Regions from separate parts of the Ovis aries genome. Here region 2 is linked to region 1. Evidence: chromatin contacts called from public Hi-C data. All regions are on one chromosome and are shown on one strand. The core of a region is the stretch at or near the end of the contact, and the rest is flanking DNA. Distances in the headings are between cores, read along the strand shown. Region 1 overlaps G3BP2 (G3BP stress granule assembly factor 2). Region 2 holds the start of G3BP2 (G3BP stress granule assembly factor 2).

Evidence for each region. A called contact is a pair of places that touch in the nucleus more often than the background predicts.
Region 2: a contact with region 1 is called in a Hi-C map of liver, with 2.6 times the contacts expected there. The contact joins the promoter of G3BP2 here to the enhancer-like site in region 1. A contact is called at or near these places in 3 of 16 Hi-C or Micro-C datasets (liver and tail adipose tissue).

The regions. Positions count from the first base shown.
Region 1 is chr6:91,237,286-91,242,491 of ARS-UI_Ramb_v3.0, forward strand. G3BP2 (G3BP stress granule assembly factor 2) reads right to left here. Exons shown (of 10, transcript XM_060417248.1): 6 at 4,296-4,398; 7 at 3,597-3,777. Among named protein-coding and RNA genes, the nearest start is that of CDKL2, 20 kb to the left of the region's middle. Within about 2 kb of position 2,551, at least 2 of the 54 cell types and tissues checked have an H3K27ac peak or open chromatin away from gene starts, as enhancers often do. A contact at or near this core is called in liver, where this site is marked.
Region 2 is chr6:91,314,578-91,319,619 of ARS-UI_Ramb_v3.0, forward strand. G3BP2 (G3BP stress granule assembly factor 2) reads right to left here and starts at 1,689. Exons shown (of 10, transcript XM_060417248.1): 1 at 1,519-1,689. USO1 (USO1 vesicle transport factor) reads left to right here and starts at 1,881. Exons shown (of 24, transcript XM_060417226.1): 1 at 1,881-2,123. The coding sequence starts at 2,058.

The DNA.
Region 1 (5,206 bases), core at 1,301-3,800:
ACAAAAATAACTACAAGTACCAAAACAAAAAAGTTCTTATTATCCTTTAAGGATTTAATATTAAAAACACAAGTTTAAATAAGTTCCAACATCTTACAAATAACCCATACATGAATTTAGCAACTTTTTAGATATTTGATGTCAGTACAAGAAAAATATGAGACAAAAAAAAATCTATCAATATTTCTTTCAATATGTGTCAACTAAGCCAACTATGCACTTACAATTCTTTAGGATTAATTTCATGAAAACTTTTTGTTCCAAGGAGATAAAGTAACTGAGACAACCACATACAACCTTCAGGCCTGAAAATTGATTCCATGCAACCAGAAAGTGTGCTCACATGACAAATTCCACAAATGAAAGTAAACAGAATATGAAATAAAAATGAAACCATCAAATCAACTCAGTAACAGCAGGTAAAACCACAACTAATGTGTACTTCAACCAAACAAAAGCTATTTAAATGAACTAATCAACTTCCAACAAATCTGCCAAGAAAATAACCTAACTACTTCTAAATTCATGCCTACCAATACTTTGGAATTACATTTAATTCTCCTTTTATTAATGTGTGCTAAGTCACTTCAGTCATATCTGACTCTGCGACCCCATGGACTGGAACCCATCAGGCTCCTCTGTCCATGGCATTCTCCAGGCAAGAATACTAAAGTGGGTTGCCATTTCCTTCTCCAGGGGATCTTCCTGACCCAGGTATTGAACCCATGTCTCTTATTTCTCCTGCATTGGCAGGCGGGTTCTTTACTACTAGCACCACCTGGGAAGCCTTTTATTAATAATCTATGCTCTAAGTGTTAAGGAAATGGATACTATACCATAGTGACAAAATAAAACTGAATGGTTTATTAAATCAAAAGGAAAACAATTATGAATCCATTCTTATACAGCTTAATGAGATCACAAACTTAAAGTTTATATTATAAATGTTTAAAATTTTGTCTTAATAAGGGGATAGGTTATTAAAACACAATCCAGTCTCTTACCCTTATTTTTTTTTTCTTAAAATTTTATTTCTCTAGACAAAAGGCTAGGATCTAATATAATGTAATATACAGACATGACTTAGATATAGCACTCCTCTTCTTTGATGTAAACAGAGACACACTGCCCTGCAAGGGCTGAAGAAACCTACAGGCTTCCATGGGTATCCAACTGCATGAATTCGAAGCCCTGCTATTTTATTTATATAGCTGTCTGACCTTAGGTGAAGTACTCGAGGTCTCAATTTACTTGTCTGTGAAACAGGAATAATAATAGTAACCATTCTCACAAGGTGGTTGTAGGGATTAGGTAAGAATAAATAAGTACTTTGCACAATGTGTGGTGCCAGACTAAAGGCATAATAGGCATTAGTTACTCTAACTTTTAACAAAGCACTAAGTTTAAAATAAATGTAGCCAACTCTCTGAAATTCAAGTAATAATTCAAAAGATTCCAAACACAAATCTGGTAAGAAACCAAGAATTCCAAAAGAAAATTCAGAAAATCACTTATTGAGTCTTCAGATGGGTAGAAAAGTACAATCGGTACTTGGCAAAATAATTATCTTCATTAAGACAGACTTCTAGTTTGTGTTCTGAGGTAATTACTCAGTATTTCCTGAATATCTAGCTGGAAAAAAAAAAAAAGCTACCACAAGGCCACGTATTCTATTACATAGCTAATTATGTGTACCAACACCAGGCAGACTGCCTAATAATTCCTAGCTACTTCTGAAATCTCACAGTTTCAATGTTTAGAGCACAAAAAGAAGTGTATAAACACAATTTTATGTGCACTAACCATTTTACATGTAAATTTTATACCGGAATGAAGCTTGACTCAAAATGTAGGAGAAGTACTGGACACCCTTTAACTGTGCCTATTTACTTTAGAATTTGGTTAACTCTAAAGTGTATCTAATGAACACATTAGGTAGCCAGTGTCTTTATTTTTCAATGTTTTTGAAAGCTCTGAGGTGGGTAAGATGACAGACAAAAGGTAGAATACTAGAATGATCAGTTAAGGTGAACACTACAGTCATAAGTTGGTACAGGCTTCAATTAAACAGTATGAACCACTTACAGACTGAGAGCTTAGGCAGTGTTTTTTTTGTTTTTTTTTTTTTAAGTTTTCTGTTTTAAAAAAAACAACGATTCTTTATAATGCCATACTACTCTGTGGCTTTCAAATTTCTTCCCTAATATTTTTGCTAAATGATATTTTAAACTTATAAAAAGGAGTTTTTTGGTTATTTTAAGAAGGCTTTTAAATGACAATATATATTGTTAAAACTAACTAAATCTGTATTTCACACACCCATACCCCAAATACCACCTATACAGATGATGAATGGAGATCTGGCATTTAAAGTGGGTGCAACTGACATTTAATACAATTTTTCTGTATATTTAATCCATAATTTCTGATTGACTCATTTTAAAAAGTATGAAAAAGATAAGCAATTGGCAATGTAACAAGGATACAATCCAATGTGTTCACAGATTGGTTACCTGTGAGACTGGTGCTTTAACATGGGGTGGAATTCCAGAGGAAGAAACAGTGCCACTAGGAGGCAGGTTTTTACTGGTCACTGAAGCCCAGGAGAAAGCCTGCAGGAAATGCAACAAACCTAGACTACTAATCATGGAAAACCACCAACATTCCTATAGGGAAACTTCCAAATATATATTTTCTTTTCATTTCTAAACTATTGCTCTATATTGGAGGACTCCTAAAAAGAAAGGCACACACACACATGCCAGTCTATGTGCCAGGTTTCAAAATCTCATTATGCAAGATTATGACTGTTTGTCTGAACTACTAAATAAATCCACAAGCAAGTTCCTATATGCTCTAAGTAGATGAGCAAGTGGCAAGCAAAACCACTAACAACTACACATGCTAGAAAAATAAGAACCTAATAGAATCAATTTATTTCCCCTTTTGGGGGGAAGATAAGGTGTTGTGATGGCGCTAAGGGGAGAGAGGAAGGACAGGAAAGAAGAGAGTACTAGCTGGAAACTTTAACAGACATTCACAAATAGAGCAAGCAATCTCCTCCTCTCACTACCCAAATATACCTACTTTACAGAAAGATAAAAGATGTTTTAGGTAGGTTTAAATGAAACACTATGGGTATCACTCATCTTTCCAAGACAGTTTGGTGTAGTAAGGAAACTGTTCCCATTTAAACCAGAAATAGCACACGTTATCACTTGTTTTAACAATAGGCCAATTTGTTTTAACTTGGGAAACTGCATGACTCCTATTTGCATCCGTGTGTAGAGGACTTAATACAGAATGGAAGAGCAACACTTGGCTTTATTACATGGACTCGAATAATTTCATGTATGGTACTAAACACTGCACACAGATAAGAATCAATCTTAAATTTTATTCTGAGGGGTGTTTTTTAGGGGGTGAAATATGATTTCCTCAGAATTACAAAAAAAAACCCCACAGCTTCTTTCATACACATAAAAAAGCACAGTTTACTATTCAGCAATTAACACAACAGAACAAAAGTCATGCTTCATTAACGGCACCGTATGAAAGCGTGATGTTACGGGTCTAAAGAGTTCCTCTGATCTAACCTTTGGTGGTTCCTGTGGCAGAGAAACAGGTTCAGCAGGCGGAGGAGAAGCAGACTTCTCCTCTAACTCTTCCAAGTTCTTCTCCTCCACTGGAGGTTTCAGCTCTTCAGTCTTTGTTTCAGATTCAGGCTCAGGTTCAGGTTCATGCGAGGATTCTTCTAAAGGCTCCTCTATGCCATTACTACAACAAAATATTTTGTTCACTTTTCAGCAGGAGTGAAATGATCAACTCAAATAGGAGAAAATTCAGCATTTCTCTAATTAATGGGCAGAACAAGTAATATACACTGTTTTGAAGCAAAGTTCATTAAGAACCAGAAGGCAGAAGGAACAATACTCTCAAGCAGCATTTCTTTAACCTAAATGTAAAAACTGGATTACTCAACATGTTTACTTTAGTACTATTAGGAAATAAGGAAAACCCATTATTTAAAAAATAAAATGCGTACTCTGTGTTGTTCCAAACAGTACACATTATTAGCAAGTGATCACTTTTAGGTCAAACCCACATTCGATTTTTGAATTAAACGTAAGAATGCTTTCCAAATTTCTTGCATATACATGGTAAATACTCAGGCACTGGCTACATAGCTTTATCAAGAATTTACTTTCAGCAACAATTCTAGGAACAAAAACCACTTGCAACTACATGATATGAATAGTTTAGGCCAAAGGTGGCCTTGCAAGCACTATTCTTACGTCACAGGGTGAGCTTCATAGTAACCACTGTTAGCATTCTCCTGCACAGGTTCTGGAGACGGTTGTCTTTCCTCTTGTTCTTCCTCTACTTCATCTTCTGATTCTGACAACACATAATACACCACATCTTTTATTAAGAGGCTTAATATACAATTTCATATATATATTTTTAATGTTCAAAGAAATCATAAAATAGTTTAAAAATAGCGTGTTTCTTGAAAGTACAAAGGCACTTAATATTCCTTGTTCTCTTAAAAAAGAGCAAGCAAGAAGAAGTTTGGAATTACACTATTTTTTAAAAAGATCTATTAGTAAGAAAAGGAAAGAGTAGGAAAAAATGGTCTTTAAAAAAATATATATTTATTTATTTGGCTGTGCCATATCTTAGTTGCAGCACGTGGGTTCTAGTTCCCTGACCAGGGATCAAACTCAGGCCCCCAGCATTGGGAGTGCGGAGTCTTAGTCACTGGACCATCAGCAAAGTCCCCAGAAAAAATGGTCTTAAAGTCATAACTCAGTTTCCTTTGCCACATTAATTCAATGAAGCAATAATGACAGAGAATAAGAAACAAGCTGATGTACGTCAATAGAAGATTAAATAATTATGGTACAGACAAAAAAATATCAACAGCTAACAAAGATAAATTAGATGAAAAAAAGGCCTAGCTTTGAATCAGCTACTTCCACTTTTAGGAAAGTATCAGTTGGTATAGAATATAACAAAATTCTGTAGTAGGCACCAAATTCTTGGTTATCTATAGAGATGACATTGAGGGAGATTTTTTTTCTACTTTCTGTGTATGATTTTTATATAATTTCATATAAAGAACATCTGTTTTTTAAACAAACCAAAAAAAAAGAACAAAAAGGAGCAAAGGGGCTTTGACTCAGTTACAGAGTCAAATTTCTGT
Region 2 (5,042 bases), core at 439-2,938, 76 kb after region 1:
TACAATATTTTTGGCAGTATGATCCCCACTGTTCTCCAACTCACAGAAGCTTAAAACCTTGGCACTAGCAAAGGAAACTGCACCATAGCCTTTGTGATATGTGTTATCTGCAAACCCACCCTACAGATGAAAAAAAGGACCTTCCTCCTCATCATTATATTCATATACCCTTTAATGCTTTCTTCATGTATCTATCAATATCACCTTTTATGTGACAATGCTAAGCCACAGAGATATAAAAATGAATAACACATTCTGCCATTAACAGTCTGGCTCAATAGGCATTTATTGAGAGCTTCCCACATATTAACAACTGCAAAGGAATAGCATATACACATGTTATCTAGATTTCAGGGAGAGCTTTCTGAAGATACCAAAGTTAAATTTTAAGGAACTAGCAGGAGTTTCCTTGATGAAGTGGAGGGAGGGGAAGGACTTATCCAGGCCTATATCCAGAGTATGTGTGGGAGGCAGGAGCTGAAAAAACAGGCAAGAGCCAGAACATAACAGGCCTATACATCAAGCTAAGGAGTTTGGATTTTATTTTGAGGTGAATGGGCGACAACCGGAGGATTTTCAGACGAGGACTAACATGGACAGATGTTTTGTCATTGTCAGGCTCACCCAAGAGTGGACTTGGGTGACTGGAAGAAACCCAAGGCTTAAATGCTGACAAACCAGTTAGGAAGCTATTGCCCGTAATCTTGGTGAAGAATGATGGGAACATAAACCATGTCAGAGGCAGAGAGCATGGAGAGCAGAGACCTATTTGAAAAATAGTCTATAAATAGGCATGACAGGATTTGACTACTGGACATGCGGGGGTGAATTCCAGAGTTTCAGATTCCTCCCAGCCTCCTCCTTCCAGCTTAGGCAATTATTTGGCTAGTGATACTGATGAGTGCAGCAGGGCACATGAACGAAGCATACTGATTTTTTTTTTTTTAAAGGAAGGTTGGGGAGTCTGAGACCTGTGGGGCATCCAAGGGGAGTGGTGTATGAATCAGTTATAACTAGACTCTGCGCTTTCACGTTCAAGGCATTGACAAGACTACTCCATAAGCATGTGTATCTGGCACTCTCATTTCAAAAGAAACAAGGCTTACCGATTTGAAAAACGAATATTTTTCATGCTAACCCCCCAGACACACGCTGAAAATCTAAGAGTTTAGCATTAATAACAAAACATTATGTTCCCTGCTGTCAAAATGACACTGCAGATCAATGTATTTAATCTAGTAAGCCAAACGCAGGGTTGGATTGGTTTCCTCCTCACACCCCTAGAAAATAGCGGTGTACCTGGTGTTTAGATCCAGGAATTCCTTTTAGCAGGTTGGAAGAGCAAAAGCTGAGAAATGCGCCCTCCCGTGGCAATGGAATGAGGGGGCTCAAGTACCCTTTTTTTCACCAAACAAAGCCCTGTAAAGAAATGCAATTTGTGGGGATGAGAAGGCCACAAAGCTCGTACTGCTATACCGCAAAACCAAATGAACCCTCCCAGAGGCCGGGACCCCTTACCTGTCACGTCGGCCGAAGGACAATTTCTCTTTCTACTCAACAAAACACAACCCCAGACTTGACAGCTTGCAGTAAGTCCCGCCCGGCAACAATTAAACACCTTGCAAGCCAAAATGCGTACACAATCCGTAAGGTCTCCTGCCGGCAGGGCCGGGCTCGCACCACGTGGGTGGTTGGGGCCAGCAGGAGGCACCAGCCGAAGGCTGGAGTGGGAGGCGTGTTCTTACGGGGGAGGGCGGAGCCTTCGCAGTGGGCGGGGCTTAGGAGGACCTGGGCTACCAGCCGCCTCTCGCCTACTTTGCTCGTTTGCCTTCGCCCTTCGAGCCGCCACGTAATGCCACGTCGCCGCGCATGCGCATCTCAACTGGTGGCGGACGCTGTTTCCGGGCTTAGGGGGCTGGAGCGGCCGCCGAGTAGGCTGTGGCGGTGGCGGCCGGGGAGTGCAAAGTGCAGGCTTGGGGGTCGGGCCCTGCGGAGGACAGGGGAAGTTATCTCTTCTTTCCCGAAAAGGCCGGTAGAGCCCGTGGCTGAGCGGCAAGATGAATTTCCTCCGCGGGGTTATGGGGGGTCAGAGTGCCGGACCCCAGCACACAGAAGCCGAGACGGTGAGAGGAGCGGCGGGTCCGGGACTTGGGAAGGGTCCGGGCAGAAACCGGGACGGAGGACATAGGGGCCCGGAGGTCACCCCCCTGCGCGTCACCGTGGGCCGGGAGTCTACATGCCGCCTCCCCTTTTGCCCCCGTGCCTCTTTTCCTCTCCTGAAACCCGCAAGTTATTCCCTCACACCCGCAGCACAACCCCCAGCGCGGCGGCTTGGCCCTGCTGACAGCAGCCGCGCCCCGAAGCTCCACAGGCCGCTTGGTGGTGGTCCGCGGTGGTACCTCCGGGAAAGGCATCCATCCTGGGCAGAAGTGGCCTGACCTGCCTCCCACGCCCTTCGGGGCCGCGGGCCTGTCCCTCCCTTTTCGCCAGTGTCTTCACTGGCGGTGATTAACCTAAAGTCCACCTCCCTCGCAGTCTGGAATGGGGCTTTGAGGAAAACTGCAGGAAGGTTTAAACCCAGCAGTTGACCAGAGCAAGTGGCTAAGAATAATACGATAGTTTGGGTCACAAAGCCACCTGCCCCTGCCCATTCAACTAGAGGCAGGTCGTTCTTTCAGGTGTCATTAGTTCGGACCCCGTTTTTCAGCCTCGCCCACTATTTGGGAAATACTCGCTTGGTCGTTGTGGGGATCTTTGGCGCTCAAAATGCTTTGGGAACACGCGTCCCTTCCATTCTCCCCATTCAGAAGTCTGAACTCGTGTAAACAGGATTTGCAGCGTCACTTTAAAAAAATTGTTAGCTACTCAACACAATTTTTGATAAGTTGGTTCGATTTTAGGTTTAGGATAAATCTCGAAGTTTGGTTAGTGTCTGTTAGGAATAAGTGTATGACTTTTTTTTAACTATTGGTTTGAGAGTAATTTTAGGTCTACAAAAAAGTGACAAAGTATGGCATTGTAAAAGTAAACTGTGGTTAGTATTTGTAGACACTACTGGATTGTCTGTGAATGTTGATCCTATGTTCTGTGTTACTAGGATCCTGAAGGTTCAATGATAGCTTTCATTTGCCAGGTTCTTACCTTGTGCTGGGTTCTGTGTTCTTTGTAGTTTACATTCTTATTTTCCTTAGCTCCCCAACCACCTTGTAGGATAGGTGATAGTATCCTCACTTTACAAGTGAACACTTGAGGATTAGAGAGGTGAAGTCACTTGACCTAAGTCACACTAGTAGTAATGGAGCCAGGATTCAAACAAAGCTTGCCTTACGTCAAAGCCTAGACTTTATTGCTGATGTCTGTATTTTAATACATATCTGGGAATTTGGGGAATTTATGTGATTATTAAAATTAATGTCATCTGAGTTAGAACTGTTTAAAGCAGAAGCTGAAAGCTGGTGAATCTGCTTTCCTTCATTTGAAAATCAGGAGATTTCACACACGGTCATGTGCACACACATGCGCGCGCACATACACATACACATGCTCTCTCCAGGTTACCATAGTCACAGCCCACCTCTTCAGCTTTTGTTCATGTATGTTATATATCAGATATTTTTGTTTGAGGCACTAGGTTTTAAAGTGTGGTTTATTAGAACTTGATTTGAATCCTTGCCTTCCACCTCTCATTAGATTGAACAGGCAAGAGATGACTAATACCCTATGAGTAAAATGAGAAAAATGCCTACTCTGATGGGTGTAATGAGGATTAAGTGAAATAAAAAATGGAAAGAAGCTAGCACTTAGTATGTGTTCAATAAAAGCTAAGTTTTTATTACTTTTTTTTTTCTCTTTTTTGGCTGTCCCATGCAACATGTGTGATCTTAGTTCCCAGGCCAGAGACTAAACCTGTACCCCCTGCCTTGGGAGCTTGAGGTCTTAACCCCTGAACTGCCAGGGAAGTCCCTTATTACATGTTTTCAGGAAAAGAATACTTTCTTTTTTGTTGTTGTTATAGTCTTGTCACAATGTCCTCTCCAGAAAAGATGGTGTACGACTAATTGAGTATAGGATATTAAAGCAGAAAGGCCCTTTGCACATCATCCAGGTGGAACTGCAGTATTTTACAAGTTAGGAGACTGAAGCACAGAGCACTGAAGCCACTTGCACAGTAATGCAGGGCTGAGACTAGAGCACTTTGATCTTGCCATAGTGAATGGAACAACACAGCTTTTATATCATGATTTCAAAGTGAGACTGGAATCACTTGTGTATCACGTGTATATAAACTGAAAGGGAAGTGGGGGGCCCTTGTTCTTGCCTAACCTTGAACGTGTATATTCAAAATTGGAAAACCAATGTCTTCTGATGAGAATTAATAGTTTACTCTGAGTTACTATTACACTATTTACTCAGTATGAATAGAATTTATTTCACCATCTCGTTCCATCAGGAAGAGTAATTGGTATACAGCATTATAAGCCACCAATTTAGGAGTATTTATAGAGCATTGGTAGACTGTTGGTATAATATTAGATCTTTTAATTGGTGATTTGATGTGACCTGGATATTCTAGTTGCCAGAGCTTAGAATTTCTAACTTCTGCTTTATCAGTATTTTGTAGTTTTGTCCATTTCTGCAAAATTACATTATTTCCATTGCGGTTTCCCTTCTTTCTTGCTTCCTCATCTTTTCCAGTGGAAAGCCTCTTTTCATTGTCCTAAGTTCTACCTCACCTTCAAATCCATCATGGATCCCTTCCCTAATTTGCACCCCTTATTTTTCCATCCAGTTAACTGCAGATAGTATTTCTCCTCTGATTAATCTTCAGATTAGCTAGATTGTGCATTTGTTAGACTTTCTACCCTTTATATCTGCCCCATCTCTTCTAGATTCTTAAGCATCTTTGGTGCAGTGTTCATATATATTTTAAACTGTTTTTCCATAGTCATACTCAATATTTGTTAAATTATTTATTACGGTATTATGAAAGAAATCACAGATCTATAATCATATCAACTGCAAATTACTAGGTGTTAATACTT